Regions from separate parts of the Sus scrofa genome. Here all the other regions are linked to region 1. The links are chromatin contacts, called in public HiChIP or PLAC-seq and promoter capture Hi-C maps. All regions are on one chromosome and are shown on one strand. Each heading gives the region's core, a stretch centred on a gene start, on an enhancer-like site or on the middle of the called end of the contact. The rest is flanking DNA. Distances are from core to core; before and after follow the strand shown. Region 1 holds the start of ANKRD46 (ankyrin repeat domain 46). Region 2 holds the start of POLR2K (DNA-directed RNA polymerases I, II, and III subunit RPABC4). Region 3 holds the start of YWHAZ (tyrosine 3-monooxygenase/tryptophan 5-monooxygenase activation protein zeta).

The links. Promoter capture Hi-C pulls out the DNA fragments that hold promoters and counts their contacts. HiChIP or PLAC-seq counts read pairs in DNA pulled down with a chosen protein or histone mark.
Region 2: a promoter capture Hi-C map of fetal liver shows a contact between it and region 1, with 5 times the contacts expected there. The contact joins the promoter of POLR2K here to the promoter of ANKRD46 in region 1. A contact is called at or near these places in 2 of 5 promoter capture datasets (fetal liver and liver), 3 of 47 Hi-C or Micro-C datasets (liver and psoas muscle) and 1 of 2 datasets of contacts at active chromatin or transcription factors (alveolar macrophages).
Region 3: a contact with region 1 is called in an H3K27ac HiChIP or PLAC-seq map of alveolar macrophages. The contact joins the promoter of YWHAZ here to the promoter of ANKRD46 in region 1. A contact is called at or near these places in 1 of 5 promoter capture datasets (fetal skeletal muscle), 2 of 47 Hi-C or Micro-C datasets (heart right ventricle and liver) and 1 of 2 datasets of contacts at active chromatin or transcription factors (alveolar macrophages).

Annotation. Positions count from the first base shown.
Region 1 is chr4:36,399,306-36,401,986 of Sscrofa11.1, reverse strand. It overlaps ANKRD46 (ankyrin repeat domain 46), which reads right to left and starts at 1,349. Exons shown (of 5, transcript NM_001243356.1): 1 at 1,257-1,349.
Region 2 is chr4:36,851,236-36,853,916 of Sscrofa11.1, reverse strand. POLR2K (DNA-directed RNA polymerases I, II, and III subunit RPABC4) reads left to right here and starts at 1,295. Exons shown (of 4, transcript XM_003355012.5): 1 at 1,295-1,435; 2 at 2,637-2,681. The coding sequence starts at 2,645.
Region 3 is chr4:35,978,452-35,981,132 of Sscrofa11.1, reverse strand. YWHAZ (tyrosine 3-monooxygenase/tryptophan 5-monooxygenase activation protein zeta) reads right to left here and starts at 1,306. Exons shown (of 5, transcript NM_001315726.1): 1 at 1,005-1,306. The coding sequence starts at 1,298.

The DNA of each region.
Region 1 (2,681 bases), core at 100-2,599:
GGGGTTGAATCTGAGCTGCCAGCCTACACCACAGCTACAGCAACGCGGGATCCGAGCCACACCCCTGCCTCACCTGCGACCTACACTGAAGCTCGTGCAACCTCAGATCCTTAAGCCACTAAGCGAGGCTAGGGATCAAACCCACATTTTCATGGACTCTGTCAGGTTCTCAACCCGTTGAGCCAAAATGGCACTCCCATTTTTCTCATTACACTCATTTTTTAAACTATAAAGGAGTTGGTATAGGACTCTTGTGTTTAGCCATGAAAATTAAGCCAAGAGAAATGAATTCAAGCTACAAGTCAAATTAATAAACCAATATAACTCTTATGGAACACGTTTGGACAGATAACAAGCAGGAACAGTGGAGTAAGGGAGATGAGGTTCAAACCCCCGTTCACCTTTTTCTAGTTGTCCGACCACGGACAAGTCAGATGCTCTGTGTCTCAGTTTCCCTCTCTGTAAAATGGAAATGGCGGTACTTCCTAGTGTTGCTAAGGATTATACCAGGATATTAGATTTTAAGGCACTCAGCACAATGACATACAGTAAGCACTGAAGAAGAGAGCTATTACAATTCCTACAACCAGTCATATGACAACTCTTTAAGCGAGAAGCCCCTTGGTACCACTGTCATTTTTTAAAGAGTGAGAAGTGTTACTATTTAATGGTGTACTTTTCATCTCCTTACATTCTGTAGCCAAGTCTGAACACTAAAATAAATACATTTGCATTTATTTTTAAAATACATATGTATTTATTTTAAATAAATATTTTTCTCGAGGCAGAGCCCTACTGGAAGACAACCTGTTAATAAGAAGCAATGCTATCTTTGAACCCAGGCACCCAGGGCCTTGTGACAAAGGGACAGGTCACTTGCATCTCAGCAGCTTCTGTGTATGACTAGACTGCAGGTTCCTCGTCATCGGCCACGTACTGTCCGTGCCAACGCGGAGACAACGCACCTTTTTGGGCCCGACGCCGTGACAGCCGCCCGAGTCTTCTGCTCGCACCCCTGACCTCCCGATGCCCCGCGAGCACGCACGCCCGCCAGCCGCGGCTGACAGCGGAGCCTTTACCCACAAGCCCCCAGAACCCTCGCAGGCCCTTCCCAGCCCTCGGGATCAGCACAGCCCCGCGAGAAAGCCACCCGTCGCGCCACGACCGGCCTGGCTCCCCGAGGGCGCCCTCGCCCCTCAGGGCCCTCGGCCAAACGGCAGGGGAGATGTCAGTGGCTTTCGCCACGGCCCAGGTACCTTGGAGTTGCCAAGCACCAGCGACAGCGACACCTTCCCCGCGGCGACTGCGGAGGCGGCAGCGGCGGCGGCGACGGCAGCGGCGGGCGGAGGGGAGGGGTCGGCCACTGAGACGAGAGGGGCGCCCTGCTGGGCCAGAGCGGCTGTGCTCCGCCGCAGCCGGCGCGCCCCCTGGAGGCGGGCGGCCCGCAGGGCGGCTAGGCCCGCTTTGACTCAAAGACTAGGTGAGTCCACTTTGAACTAGGCGAAGTATCAAAACTGCGGCAGGGGAAGAAGAGAAAGAGAACCGAAAAAGGTTTCGTCGATCTGAGTCCAGGAGCATTTTGCACTTTTCACGTCCTTTTCTAAAGAAGTCTTTCACCTCTCAGCTAAAAGAAGGCTTCAAAGGCAAGGACAGTTTTACCTACAGCTGTAGGCATCAATTAATAATTGCTGACATTTAGGTAAGTCGTCTCTAAAAACGCACCCAATTGATGTATTATTTAGGTAAGTCGTCTCTAAAAACGCACCCAATGACTGGCTGCTGTCATTCTAAAATATGACCCTGAGTTTTTTTTCAAAATGGCTTTGAATGCTTAAACATCCCACTTTTTAGGATTCCCAGATGAAATCCAACATGTGTCCGGCCAAAACTAAAAATGTGGTGGGTGGTGGGAAGTTCATTTACTTTTAAGTTTACCAAGTTCAGTCCTACAGCCAAGGCTTGCCATGTTCAGTGATCCTCCCTCCCCTGAATTCTAGTATCCTCTCCCAGCCAAGCCACCCTCCAGGGGGTCTCATGTCCATCTTTCAAGGGCTGTTACTCAGCCTAACAGTTTGTTCCTGGCAATGCCATGTAAATGTTAGGGATTATTGTCAAATTTGAGAAAACCTCTATTAAACCTCTTTCATATAAGATTTCAGGCATTTCACATTTTCTCATGCAGCAACTAATCATAAATATTAAATACTTTCTGAATTGATGACATTTATTAACCAATTTGCCATTGAGATACTCCCTGAGGTTTTGTATGTTGAGTTTATATCTTCATTGATGCCTATAAGTTGTGTCAAATCAGCAAAGGATTCCAACTTTCTCCCAGTGTGTTTATAAATTCTCTACTTTTCCTTAATTGATTTATCAAACACTCCAAGAGCCTATTCATTACATCTATTCAAATGAATCTCTCCATCTTCATAAATTACTGCTTTTGTTTGAGTTAAAAAGATGTAGAGGGAATTCCTGTCATGGCTTGGTGGTTAATGAACCCGACTAGGATCCATGAGGTTTCGGGTTCGATCCCTGACCTTGCTCAGTGGGTTAAGGAGTTGGCGTTGCCATGAACTGTGGTGTAGGGTGCAGACACAGTGCGGATCTAGCATTCCTGTGGCTGTGGTGTAGGCTGGCAGCTGTAGCTCTGATTCGACCCCTAGCCTGGGAACTTC
Region 2 (2,681 bases), core at 46-2,545, 450 kb before region 1:
GATCTCCATAGACTGCATTAAGTGCCAGCATCTTCTTGAAATCTCAAGCTTGAGAGTTGGAATCCAGGTCAGCTTGCAATGATTAAAGTTATACTTTTTGGATCACTCCATAATCTTTCTCTTATGATAACAATGGTTTTATCTAATACTTCTTGGAGCAAAGCTTATTTTGATTCTTCTTTTGGGTTACCTCTTCCCTTTGGCTGACAGGAGAGATATTTTTTAAGATGGTCAAAATACTTGTATGTTCTGTCTTAGCCTGTCTGTGGAGGAAGAAGCAGGACACTCCACTGTGTTTCCTGAAATTTTTACAACAGGGAGCTAAGAAGACTGGGAAGATTGAGTTAAATCTCTCAAGTTGGTCTGTGGAGGTGCCGGCAGTTGGAACTCCTCCTGGAAGTGTAATGCGAAGCTCAAAGTTCCCAAGTTTCCGTATGGAAGACCAGAGAGCAGTATTGCCTGCTTAATAAGAAACCAAAATAATGCATGTTGGGAAGAAAGAAACCTGCTTCTCCAATTAACTGTAATAGATAACGAATATGTATTTTCTAAATTGTAACAACTTCATTTTCTTCCTCTCATTCTGATATTAGTAAAATGCCTGCTATGAAAGAAGCAAACGAATGTAAATGTGTACATCCAACGATAATGTCTCACTAATAGTTTGATCTTTGAAAGGATTCCACTGAGCAGGTCGTTTTGTTCTTCTAGAGAATACATGGGACCAAAGGAGGGTCGGTAAACAGCCACCACTACCTAAATCCCTCAGCTTTAAGTGGCAGTAGTTGGATGTAGCTGCCTGCAAGTCCGCCTGTGCTTTAAAACGAGTAAAAGGAGAGGCTGAGAAGGATGACAGGTACCTAAGTGAGAAAGGGTCGAAAAGCAAACATTATGCAAAGGGCAGGAGGCGGCTGTTCCACTGCCGGCGGCACAGGTATTAAAACGATCTGAAATCCATAATCTGAAAACTGCTCTTCTACGTGGAAATCAGCGGTGAAACCGATACTTCCACGTTCTTTGGAGTAACGGTCAGCCCAGGGATTCCATGAGCACTTCACTTGGGTATCTAACGCTCTGACCTCTTGGAAAACTGTTACTTTCTGCGGCCTTCATTTGTCATAGAAACAAACCTCCTTCGACCTGAGAAACTGCTAAAATTCTTTGCCTCCCCGAAAAATGAAAATAGTTGGGAGCCAAATAAGAACCTCTACAGAGCGAATCAAACATACATAATTCCAATTTAACTGCCCGCGCTCAATCCGGGTTCTTCGGCCACTCCTTGGGCGGAAGGGGCGGAGACTACATCCTGCGTCATCTGCCAGTGCCGGAAGTGGGCTGACACACAGCGGCCTCAGGAATCTGTTAGGGAGCCTCGGGAAGTTTCTCCGTGTTCCGTGGGTAGGGGTTTGGCGGATTGGCGGTTTGGGATTGGAAGGTGAGTGTTTGGGCCAAAACTGGAAAGATACTAGGGGTTACAGGAGGTCCGGTGTGGGATTAGAGTCGAGAGAGGCTGGGGATGGAGTCGATGCTGTTAGCCCTTTGGCTTGTTTAGCTGTTGGGTTGTCTGCCTTTTCAGCTGTTAGGAGTTATTTCATTATTTTTCCCTTTTCTTCGGTTCGCATGTTTTCCTGTTGAGGGGTATAGTTTTTTGGCAATTTCTTGCTAAATTTTGGGAAAATTTCACTTGTGGGAGTTCCCCTTGTGGCGCAGCGGAACTGAATCAGATGAGTATCCTTGAGGATGCGGATTCCATCCCTGGCCTCGCTCTGTGGGTTAACGACCCAGCGTTGCCTTGAGCTGTGGTATAGATAGCAGACGGGGCTCGGATCCCGCGTTGCTGTGGCTGTCAGGCCTATTGGACCCCCTAGCCTGGAACTTCCACATGCCGCGGGTGGAAAAAAAAAAAAGAGAGAGAGAGAAAGAAAAAGAAAAATTGGAGTTCCCGTCGTGGCGCAGTGGTTAACGAATCCGACTAGGAACCATGAGGTTGCGGGTTCGGTCCCTGCCCTTGGCTCAGGGCAGGGTTAATGATCCGGCGTTGCCGTGAGCTGTGGTGTAGGCTGCAGACGCGGCTCGGATCCCACGTTGCTGTGGTTCTGGCGTAGGCCAGTGGCAACAGCTCCTATTCGACCCCTAGCCTGGGAACCTCCATATGCCGTGGGAGCGGCCCAAAGAAATAGCAAAAAGACAAAAAAAAAGAAAAAGAAAGAAAAAGAAAAATAGTACTTGTACTCGTGTTAAATGAAAACCAGAGCTTCGCAGTCAGATCTAAATTCCTCTGCCTTTTAACTACTGAATAATCCTGACCAAATTAACCTTCCCTAAATCTTAGTTTCTTGATCTGTTCATTAAGAGTAATTATTTAACCGCCTAGAATTGTTGTAGAGATTATAATGAAATAGCATGTGTAAATATGAAATCTGTAAAGTGTTTATGGAGTCCAGTTTGGGGGTAAATGCAAAATGCTTATTTGTGGGTTTGATTCATTCTTTAGAACCAGCGGTAGGATTTTTAAAAAGTACGGATTAGGAATTGGGAACTTTTTAGCTTTTTAGCTTTCCCTGAGAAAAATAAGGCATGATTGGATTTGTGAGGGGCCCCTTTAAGATGTTCAGTATTTGAATCTGTGATTTCAGGGATAACGATGGACACACAGAAGGACGTTCAACCCCCAAAACAGC
Region 3 (2,681 bases), core at 57-2,556, 420 kb after region 1:
ATACCACTACAACTGTACCAAACCCCAAACCCACAACAGCAGAAATAATTCTGTACTGCTCATTACAGCAGTTCTTCCATGAACAACGATCAAATAATAAGTAGTGCAGCTGGATTTTCAGAGAAATTGGGATACTGTATACAAGAGCGCTGCCATAATGAGACCCAATGTATAACCTAAAGTCCTACAATATAAGGGTAATCATTTAGTAAAACCCACTTTAAGTGCAAAAATGCCTGGTTCATTAAAAAGGGAAAGTATTAGCATATATAGGATGTTATATGCTAAATGGTCGATCTTCTACCAGTTTATCCTCAGATTGAAACTCTTCTGAAATAGAAAGTTACCATTTTTAAGAAAATGTTAAAACAGCCAAAATGTAATGTTCAATTTTTCTAAGGTATTTAAAAAAGCAGCCATTCAACACAGTAGGGACTGAATACTTAAAATACTTCTTGAGTGAACCTGGAAAATAAAGCTTGAGATAATCTTTTATTGTGGTTGTCAATGTTCAAAGATGACTTTCAACACTTAAAAGCAGGAAGAAAGAAAAGCAACTGCTAAGCCAGTTTTCACCATGGCTGACTCACTACATTAACATTATAGTGGCTAGCTCAGGGAAGGCTACAATGTCTCCCATTACATCTTACATAAAACAAGACATATAAAATTCCTGCAGTGTATTTTTTACTTTTAAGAAAATCAGCCATAGAACTACCACAAATACTCTAACCACAACTGAAAAATACTATTATCTTCTCCATTAGAAAAAAAATACACTGGCAGTCTATGTGAAATGATTGATAATCATCATTGCATTTATTTTATACCAACTTAATTTAACCACTACTGTTTTAACATCTTTTAGTAAAGATATTCTGGAAGACTTGGAAATCTAGAACACCCCTTTTTTAAAAGGAAAAGAAAAACCAAAAAAAGAAAAAGTTGACAGTAACATAACTGATATTCACTATAGATGCTAGACTGAATGGTTGGATTCTCACCAGTACATCATTGCAGATATCTCTTAGCTCGGTCTCAATTTTCTCTCGGTATTCTCGAGCCATCTGCTGTTTTTTCTCAGCACCTTCCGTCTTTTGCTCAATACTTGAGACGACCCTCCAAGATGACCTACGGGCTCCTACAACATTTTTATAAGCAACTGAGAGAAGATTCCTCTCCTCATTGGATAATTCAGCTCCTTGCTCAGTTACAGACTTCATACAGGCTGCCATGTCATCATATCGCTCAGCCTGCTCGGCCAGTTTGGCCTTCTGCACCAGCTCATTTTTATCCATGACTGGATGTTCTGCAGGAGAGAAAAAGTAGCATTTAGATATTTTTTCCATTAAAACAATCAGACTCAACTTTAATTCTCTTGTAAATAAGCTGTGTTAACACCCCAAACCTAATTACCTATGGAAGATTCTTCACATGAGGAATTTAATGCAGCCTCACAAAAGGATGTTCAGAATGAGAAAAAAAATTGATATACTCAGCATGCAGATGGTCATTTATAGCCATTAACAACAGTTTTGCTTTAGCAAAACTAAAGCAGCTTTGCCTCATCTTTGTTCAGAAGATCCTAATTTCACATAAGGTCAAAGCACATTTGACCAAGAGCCTTGAAAACCAACCTTTATCTTACTTGGTCAAAATTTCCACTCAGTTTCCATTATCACTAAGTAATCCAAAATCAAGGAGCTTATCTTTAGTGAAGACACCACTTACAAAAACATTACTTTCTGTCATACTTGTGCACGATTCATGTCAGTTTAATTTAATTCATGTCCTTTTAGTTTAATAGTTACTCTTATCAGGAGCATTTAAATTTACCACCCCTACCACAAGTCCACTGATCTTTGCAAATTTGTCACCTGATGACAGCATGCCAATTCTCTAGGAGAAATGACCAAATTTCTTGTTTAAGATATTCTCAATATTAACCCACCACCAAGGATCAAGACCAAAGTGGCCCTAAGGGTTCATTTACCTGTACCTTCTTATATGCACAGTCTTAAAAAAAAAAAGGATATATATATATATCTCCATGAGTCCCGGAACTTCAGTTCTATCTGTGAGCTCTAAATTATGCATAGTAAGTGCTTCCAGTGTGACCAGTGTTTCTGATGTCCTTGTTCAGTTTAAATGATGAATTACTGCACTGTTTCTAGCAGTCAAAATTCAATTGAATACATTACTACTCACGCTTCCCTTCCTAATTCTTTCTCTCATTTTAAAGCTCCCTTGACTTTTCAATTTACCCCCGTTATAGTCTTCCTTAAGATATCCTTTTGAAGAGTCGTAAAACAGCAAAGACACTAAACCATACAGTGATCCCAGAGGGTACACAATTTTAAAGAAAAATGTACAGCCTGAGTGTGGAAGAGAAGAGCTACTGTCACTCACTACGGGAATTGACTCCTTTTACCTTCCCAGGGAAATGCCACAATACTTGGGGGGCGGGGGGGTAACACCCCACAAATCCGAACAGGTCCCCACGTATTTAAACAAGTACTTAGCTAGCTTGAATGGGAAGTATATACTGCTTCAGTGTGAAAACCAAAATTGTGATCGCATAACCCTCCAACCCCCTCCCTTCTCGAAATTACTAATGCGTCCCCTAGGACCTAAAAAATGCTCTCAGGCTAATGCTCCTTCTAATGAAAACTATCTAAAAC